2 separate regions of the Rattus norvegicus genome follow, and region 2 is linked to region 1. The links are chromatin contacts, called in public Hi-C maps. All regions are on one chromosome and are shown on one strand. Each heading gives the region's core, a stretch centred on a gene start, on an enhancer-like site or on the middle of the called end of the contact. The rest is flanking DNA. Distances are from core to core; before and after follow the strand shown. Region 1 holds the start of Plk2 (polo-like kinase 2). Region 2 has its middle 190 kb from the start of Pgk1l1.

Region 1 (4,431 bases), core at 1,306-3,805:
AGGAACTCTTTGAGCAATCACCACTGAGTCAGATTTGCTATTTTCTTTTAGGCATTCTGGTGCATTTACTTACATTACACAGCCTAAGGCCCAGATGTCTGATTCACAGCCATGTCCTTGTTTGTTGAGGACTTCAGGGGAGAGATAATTTGGGGTTCCACATATTGTTCTGAGAAGACAGAATATAGCACAATCTCGTTAGGAACTATGACTTTAATTAAACTTGTTCCACCGGGGATGACTCAGTGGGAAATGAAACTTGAAATTCTTTGCTCAATTTCTACTTAACTATTTCTTTTTAGTGCTTTTATTTGACCCCAAGCTTCTTTTGGTTCTGTGTACAATTTTCTCAGCCCATATGACAGAGTGTTTTTAACCAAATGAGACCAGATAGTGTGTGTGTGTGTGTGTGTATCAGACAAACTTAAGCATTTATTTTATTGATTGCCTTAATAATCAATTCAGAGGTGTAAGTTACCTAACACAGAGTGGACATTGGCTCCTTTTCAATAACACTGCTGTGGTGTGCAGACTGTGGTGTGAACTTACTTTCTGTGAACTAATAATAGGGGTGTATTTGGTCTCCACAAAACCCAGGCAGGACATGACTCTCACCTCCTTCTGTGTTCCAAAGGTTCCAGTCTGGCAGCCAAGCCGAAGTCTCCAACCTTCAGCTCCATGGCCTCATTAATAAAAAAGTTCCCTAGAAGGTAAACAAAACCAAGTGTGAACTCCCTTGGAGGCCTGCATCATCCACACTGTCCACCGAAGGCACCCAGATCCCAGTTTGCAACACTAAAAAGCCCAGAGACTGGAAAGCCCTACCAGTCTCTAGCCCCTCCCCCAGCTGCTGCAGCAAAAGGCTTACCTAGCTTGAGATCCCTATGCAAGATTTCTTGTTCGTGAAGATACTTGAGTCCCGACACAATCTGCCTGAGGTAGTATCGGACTTCTGGCTCTGTCAACACCTTTCTTGCTTTCAAGATATGAGCCATGGACTAGGAAGAGAAAGGGGGAAGGGTAAGGGAGAATTTGTCAAATGAAGTTACGTAGATCAAGCTTCCCTTTGCTGGACTAGTGATGCAGGCTCATATTGTGGGAGAATAATTAACTGTCACGGCTAAAACCGCAGATAGAATGTAATGCAAATACCACCCGGGCTTTCTGTTAGCAAGCGCACTGACCCAGGAGTTAACACTCACCCTTCTACTGCAGTACTCCAAGAGGATGTAAATGTTTTCTTTGTCTTCAAAGTAGTGGTAAAACTGCACTACATGCTTATGGTGCAGGATTCTGTGAAGCTCAATTTCTTTGTCGATCTAAGGAAAAAAAAAGCAAGATAAGGCTTATTAGCCTCTCGTCTTGTCTGGAGAGACAGTGCTTACACATTCAGAAGACATTTTTCTAACAGGGTAGGGCCATCCCTGCACACAAAGAAAATACTTTACTCAACAGTCATACGCACCTTTTCCCTTTGATGAGGTTTAGCTACTCTGCTGTGAGGGATAATTTTTGCAGCGTAGACTTTGTTGTTTGTCAGATCTGTCATTTCGTAACACTTTGCAAATCCACCCTGGGAGGAAACAAAGGCGAGATGGAATTGAGCATGACAAAAAGAAAAAAGAAAAAAAAAAAGAAAAAAGAAAAAAAAAACCCGAAGGACCAACGTTTAAAATAAGTGATTATCAAGAAAAAAAATGGGGGGCGGGAGCAAAAAATTGAGGAACAGAGAGGGTGGGCAGAGCGAAACAATCTGCTTTGTAAAATGGTTTTTCAGGAAGGGAAAGGCATTCCTGGAAACCAGTCCAGTTTTCTCGTTTCCCCTTTACAACGAACTCTAAGGAGAAGGGAATGGAAGGGAGAAAGGGTGGAAAAATGCCCTCTGAAGAAATTTGACAGGCTAGCTCCCCCGGGATCAGGTAGTGAGAGCCCGGGTCAAGGTAGAACGTCCTGAGTCCTCCTTCGTAGACTGGGAGGAAAACAGACTGAGGATGCACACCGGATCCCCAGCGCTCAGAAGCCCAGGAGGGCAGGAGTGGGACCTATGTCGCTCAGGGAACTAGACAGCTGAAGGAGCGAGAAAAGCGGGCGCTGAGTCCCGGCTCGCTCAGCTTGCCCGGGCAGCCCGCCCTCCCGCCCCGCAGCCTGGCGCCCGCGGCTCCTCACCTTGCCCAGCACTTTGCCCCGGCAGTAGCGCTTCCCCGTCGTGGGGTCGACTATAATCCGCGAGATCTCGGGTCCGGAGTGAGAATGGTGATGATGGTGGTGTGGGGCCGCCGGGGTCACCTGGGCTTGGGACTGCCCGTCTTCAGAAGGCTGCTGCGGTCGCTTCTTCTTTGAGTCCCCGCCGCAAGCTTTGCCCAGCGCCTGCTCGCACATCTTGGTGCCGGCGGCCGGCTGGTAGGTGATAGTCCGCAGGAGCTCCATCGTTGCCTCGCTACCCGACACTACCTACTGCCACCTCCGAGGCGCGGACACGCGTCCGGTCTAGCCCTGTCCCTCGAGCCCCAATCGCTCTCCCTACTCTCTAGTCCGACGTCCGGCTCCTCTTCTGCGAGCGAGAGCCAGCAGCGAAGCTTTAAATACGCGCCTGCTGGGTGGGGCGGGGCCTCGTGACGTCACGAAGAGGGCTCCACCCACCCGCCCTGGAGTGCGCACTGTGGATAGATGCGGGGTAGCTGCGTGGCTATCGCGGGCTTTGGCCTGGCTTGGAGGCGGCGGTACGCAAAGCTCCCGCGTTTCGTCGAGTGCCCTTACTTTGGGCGTAGAAAACAGAAACTCAAGGGCGAACGCCCTGTCTCGGTTCTGGCCCGGTGGGGATGCGGGGTAGCAGCCAGGCGAGAGGCAAGGTTGGCACTGCCCTCCTGACAGCCGTGCAACCCGACACGGGTGTCATCCAGCGAGCCACTCGTGGCTGCACAGGGAGACACGAAGCGCTTGGGGACCTCGGCCACCTCCACCTAGACTCCAGTCTAGGACCCCGTGGACGGGGAGGCTCAGTGGCTGGCCCCGCGGAACCCGGCACCAGGCAGACTCAGAGCAGCTGAGGAACGAGGTGCAATCCTGGTCGGAGATCCGGGTGACCTGCTGTGGCGTGGGAAGTATCTGAGCTCCCTGCAGCCTCTTCCTTTCGCCTGATAAGTGACCCCTGTCAGAGGCCAGGCTCTTAACCTTGGAGAGGAGCGAGGACTTGACGCCCGGCGAAGGTTTGGTACGCAACAAGTCTAAGCAAGATCGCCATCCTGTGGAATTTTTCAGAAAAACGATTAACGGTCTGAGTGGGCCGAGGTTCGTTAGCAGCAACTTGAGCTTCAACAGTAACGCTAAACGTGTTCTGTTGCTAATTATGATTTTACAGTTGAAGTCATCTATGACTTCTTGTTCCAACTAGGTGATTCAGATTGCGTGGATCTCATGTCACTAAGCGATGTCACCGCCCTGGTACAGAGTCAATCCAAGGTCCCACTGTGGGGTAAAGCAGAAAATGAAGGCAGCTGAGCTAAAGTGTGGCTGTCAACAAGCTCGATTTTACTGTTCATTTCTAATAACTCAGAGACTTATCCTTCTTTCTTCCAACGGCAGTGGTGCCAGCGCTTCTGGAGTACTGTTCACTGGGGAATTAAACTCTGGTAGCTATTTCGAAATGTCTCTATCATCTTAATACAATCCCGAATCAGAAATACGGCCATATTAGAGGAGGGAAAAATATTTTCCTTCTACCCTTCTAAATTATCGCTGTGGTTCCTCAAACAGGGCAGAGTAAGTGCAGAAACATAAGCTTATTCCTTCACAGCGAAACGAGTACCCTCCGACGTGGCTTGGAATTGAGCTTTGAATGCCATCGGAGGCAAAACACGAGTGTGGGGAAAGACAGGAAAGGAAGAAAATAACCAGGGAGTAAATAACCTAGACCTTTGTTACTGTTTTTCACCGAGAAGATTGTTACTTAGAATCATTGTTTTTGTCTAGTTCGGGGGACTTTCTCAGGACTCGAGACTTCTTTTAATAAATGTGATTTTTTTTTCCTTACAAAAGAGCAGTGCGCCATTTTCAGGTCTTCCGTGTTTACCCACCTTTGAATTCACTTCAAACATCCTGACTCAGCAATATATTGAGGGTGACCTATTCTAGTTTCCCGCGGGCATATTTTGAAGTGACATAGTCTAGTCTACAATTTCCCATCTTACAGGTTAAGAAACTTGGTCCTAGACAATTTAAATAGCTATTATCAATACATTTTTCCTAGAGCCATGAGGTTTTGTTAAGCCAACTACATGCCCACCTGTTGTCTCAGTTGACAGTTTGTAAGCAGTTACTTTGCACAGGCTTCCTGTCTTCCAAAAATACACAGGCCTTTAATAAAATACCAAGGCTGAGTCCTTGCCAACTGGGAAAGAATGACACATAGACTTCCAAGTAAGGGTAAATGGG
Region 2 (4,431 bases), core at 1,293-3,792, 600 kb before region 1:
GGAGTCCAGTGCTAACTGCTAACAGAGACTGTCAAATTCTCAGGCTACCTCAAGCCACCCTCTTTTTAAATATTTGTTTTATGAAACAAGATTGCATAGAGTCCATGCTCTATGTAGCTGAAGGTAACCTTGAACTCTTGATCTTCTGGTCTCTATAGAGCTCAGGCTGGCCTTGCATCTACTATGTAGCTGAAGGTAGCCTTGAACTCTTGATCTTCCAACCTCTACTTACTGTGTGATGGGCCTATAGGGCTGTGCAATTGGACTTGTCCCTAGATTTGATTCTGAATTTCTACTGGAGCTGATCACACTTTCCTGGAAGCTGGCACCTGGCTGAAAAGATGGGACTTGCTGAACTTGAGCATGATTGGGCAGTAGAAAGTGGATAAAAAGACAATTATGGATTTAAATAACCACGCCCACATGGTAAGTGTGTTGTAGTTTTGTGTTCTTTCCTTTCCATCCTTTCATTACAATGGAGAAGTACAATTTAACCCATATGTCATTTTAAAATCACCTTCTAGTAAATCATACTCAGATGAGAACTTAAAACATAACATTAGAAACAGAAACCAACTTGATGAGAAATCAGCTGGGCTTCCCCCAACGGTCATTTGAGTAGGTTTTTAGAAAAGAAGAAAATTTCCGACTCTAGACAGACTATCTGGTTTTCAAATCTTTCCCATAATCCTTCACATTTTTTTTTGAGTCTTAAGGCCAGCTGCTCTCCTCATTGTTGACAGACTTTGTCTTGAGCCCTGGGAAATCAATGTTTCGTTCCAACATGGATATAGATAAAGGGCCACTAAGGCAGACACAAATGTGAGGCAGGGTTTTGAGAGGGGTGGAGTTGGTAACCATCTGTATACCCTAGAAAGATGCAGCATTGACAAAGATTAACTGGAAAAAGTGAGGAAGGAACTGTCAAAGACAACATCTTTCTGATGTATATGGCGATCTCACAGTGGACCTCTGCAGCTGGTGCCCGGGTGAGAAGGGAGCTATTATAGACTCTGTACAGTGACTGGTTTGAAATTAAGAATCCCTACTAGACCTATCTCTTCCAGTGAAGTATGCAGCCTGAGGCATGTTATTTCCCATCTGATTTTAAAAGCAAATAGATGAAGTAACTTATGCATCGATTCAGAGGTCTTTTCTTTGTTACAAACATCTTGATGAAGTAGAAATAACACACTTTAGAGCAGAAGAGATCTTCCAGGTTTACGTTCTCTGGCCTTGTCTTGTGATATTCCTTAGTTGTTTTTTATTCATAAAATGAAGAGAACAATGCCTAGAAAGTTGTTATAAAATGACAGTCAGCACCACCAACACTTTCCAAAGTTCCAGAATATAGATGACTGTAACCAGAAAGATCACCATAATCCAATGGTGCCATGACCTAGACTGAAATAGACACATATTGCTGAGTGTCCATTGCTGTGAAGAGACTCTATGACCACAACAACTTTTATAAAGGAAAACATTTAATTGGAGGGTTGCCTTACAGTTCAAAGGTTCAGTCCATTTGCATCATGGCAGGAAGCATGGCAGCATCTAGGTAGGCATGGTGCTGGAGAAGTAACTGAGGGTATTACATCAGAATCTGAAAGCATCAGGGAGAGTGACACTGGGTCTGGTTTGAGCACTTAAAACTTCAAAGCCACATCTTCTCCAACAAGACCACTCCTCCCATTATTACCACTCACTGTGAGCCTATGAGGCCCTTTTCAAACCACTATACAGGGTACAGTGCTAGGCTGACTTCTGTTCCTGATGATGTATAGCACTATGTCTATGTTACTAAGGGTGAAATAACTCAAACCTCTGGCTCTGTCTTTGAATAGAAGACTCAAGCCTGATGTCACAGGCTTGAGAACATTATAAGTAGTTCCAGTCCCATTACGCAATATGCCTCATCCCAACTCTGTGGCCAGGAGAATATCATTTGGCCCTTTTGGCTCTGTCAGAAAGTTCTCTTAGTAGAGGAGAATGTGGCTAAGCGTGTCTGGCTGTTTCACTCCTGTCTGGGAAGTGCAAAGCCCCATCGGCTTAAAGGGATTGAAGAAGGGCTTCTTTGGATGCTCTTCCTGGAACTCTTGGATGCTCGTGTTCAGAACTGAGGGATGAGGATTAGCGAGAAGCCCCAAAGACATTTGTTTAAGCTCATCGCCACTGTTTTGGCCAATTTAAGCACCTGTAGGAAAACCAGAGAAATAAATCCATATGGTATTACATTTTCACCATCAACGAACTCCTACTGTTTAAAAGAAAATTGACCTTTTGTGTGTTAGATGCTTGGGAATCACCTGGAGAATGATGATTTTTTTTTTGAAAGCTGTTGTGCCTGTGTGAGCCAAGAGTACTTCACAGCTATGAATTTGATAATTCCCATTCTCCACTGAACAATTGTTTGATCCTAGCATTGATTGGAATTCTGTCCTCTAGAGGTCACTAATGTACCAGATTTAAAGAACATGGAGGCTTCCAAAGTGCTCAGGAGGAGACAAATATCCTGATTGCACTTGTGTGAAAGAGGAATGGAGGGAAATAGACTACTCCAAGCTAGTCTCATAGACTAGAAGCAGTAAGAAATCTTGTCTTGAATATTGAATAAGGTATTTTTAAATTGATTTTTTTTCTTGGTTTATCTTGGGTTTCCTCTGCCTCAATCCAGCTGGTCCCTGTTTTCATTTTTATAGTTTTGTTTGCTTTTTTCAGATTTTGTATTTTATGTTCTAGGTTGGACATGAACTCCCCATGTTGTCCAGGATAACCTTGAATTCCTGATGACCCTGCCACCACCTTCCAAATGTTGGAATTATATGCATGTACTACCACACCCAGCTAAAAAATTCTTCCAATGATTGAGCACCTTTTCGCGGGAACATTAACAGCAGAAGTAAGTTTCCTTGGCATGGCCTTTAAAGAACATGGGAAGGCTGTGCCTGGAACTTGGAATGGGGTCTTTTAACTCTTTCTGCAGATCCTGAGTAGCCTAACTTAGGAGGATGCTCTGCAGACTAATCCGAACATAAAAAGATCACTTTGGATATAAAACACATGACTGTTGATCAGGAGCTATGGGAATGACACTCTGAAACGCTTAGAAGACTTTTCCCCCTGTGCTATGGCTTTTCTGTTAACCTAGTGCTGACTGCTCTTTGTCTCCCTTGAAGAGAAATTACCTTGAGAATGTGTTTCATGTTGGCAGAGGGATTGCCCAGGGAGATTTAAACAACAGGCTGCCTGGAGTCCAGGACGTGTTGTGGCATAACCTGCTGCCAGTGGACCGCGCTGCTCTAGGCGTGACCTGGGAGGTACCAGCGGCATTTCACACTATTGTTCCTGCTGTTCTGCTTGCTCTCCAAGGAGAGGAACGCTTACACCACAGTTTTCCCAGGGTCCAGACACTTGCCAGCAGCTGACCCATCAGGAAATGGCCTCTCCCCTCTTCCTTCCCACATTCCTTTCCGGGCTTCCCCAGCCCAAGGTGTGGCCAGCGCCCAGAAGATCTCCTTTGCTTGATTGACAGGCAAACAAAACCTTCCTCTAGATAAGCAAGATCACAGCTCCGTAGGAAATCTATTTGTTTCTGGATGGAGCTTGTCTGCTCTCTCTCTCAATAGCTACAGTGCTGACTTCATAGTTTCTTATCATGCTTAGGATGTGTGGAACAGTCAATCCTAAAACAATGAGCTCTGCTTTTTAAAAGGCTAATTCACAATGAAATACTACACTTTGTTCTACAGAGTTTATGGTGGTCTCCCTTGAAGTCCTTAGAGGGTTGTACTGTGCAATAAGAAAGAATAGAAGGAAGATTTCAGTTTTGAATTTTCTCTATTTAATTTAGTTCTTTAAAAAAATATAAAAAAATTGTTATTCCTGACAAGAGCTGGGAATTCAAGAAAAGATGCCCCTTTTCACTTTGGGGGAGCATCTTTTTAACACAGATGCAATCCAAGAAAGAATAACAGGAAGCTGTGTGATGCTTTGACTCATCAAGGTTGTCCCTTGACTTTGTACATTCGTGTGAATGGGGAGCTTCCTTGAGGCTCTGCCATTTTTTTCTTTGTTGTCACTTGTATGGCTCTAAGTAAACCTGTGTGTGTATGTATGTATGCCTGTGTGTGCATATGTGTGTGTATGCATGAAAGGACCAAAGATAAACAACTTTCAGATCCATTGTGAAGCTGATATCTACTCTAAGATCATTTAATGAAGAGCAAATATGTTTCTTTTTTTTTAATTGTTCACAATGGTTATCTCTCATACCAGGGCTAGGAAACAATTGTCTGCAGTAGACAGACTGTTTCATGTTCTATTTCCCAGACGGACAAAAGGGAGATATATACATAGAATGGGTTGCTAGCAATCTCTTGAATGGCCTGTTCTTACAGACTGGGAGGTAGGTATTGTGATCCACATTGATCA

What was found. A called contact is a pair of places that touch in the nucleus more often than the background predicts.
Region 2: a Hi-C map of prefrontal cortex shows a contact between it and region 1, with 9 times the contacts expected there. The contact joins the enhancer-like site here to the promoter of Plk2 in region 1. A contact is called at or near these places in 12 of 12 Hi-C or Micro-C datasets (the A7r5 cell line, the Rat2 cell line, Schwann cells and 7 more) and 1 of 1 datasets of contacts at active chromatin or transcription factors (oligodendrocytes).

Annotation. Positions count from the first base shown.
Region 1 is chr2:43,700,660-43,705,090 of GRCr8, reverse strand. It overlaps Plk2 (polo-like kinase 2), which reads right to left and starts at 2,555. Exons shown (of 14, transcript NM_031821.2): 1 at 2,167-2,555; 2 at 1,466-1,573; 3 at 1,203-1,319; 4 at 869-998; 5 at 616-703; 6 at 74-169. The coding sequence starts at 2,427.
Region 2 is chr2:44,298,837-44,303,267 of GRCr8, reverse strand. No RefSeq gene overlaps it. Among named protein-coding and RNA genes, the nearest start is that of Pgk1l1, 190 kb to the left of the region's middle. Within about 2 kb of position 2,542, at least 13 of the 93 cell types and tissues checked have an H3K27ac peak or open chromatin away from gene starts, as enhancers often do. A contact at or near this core is called in prefrontal cortex, where this site is marked.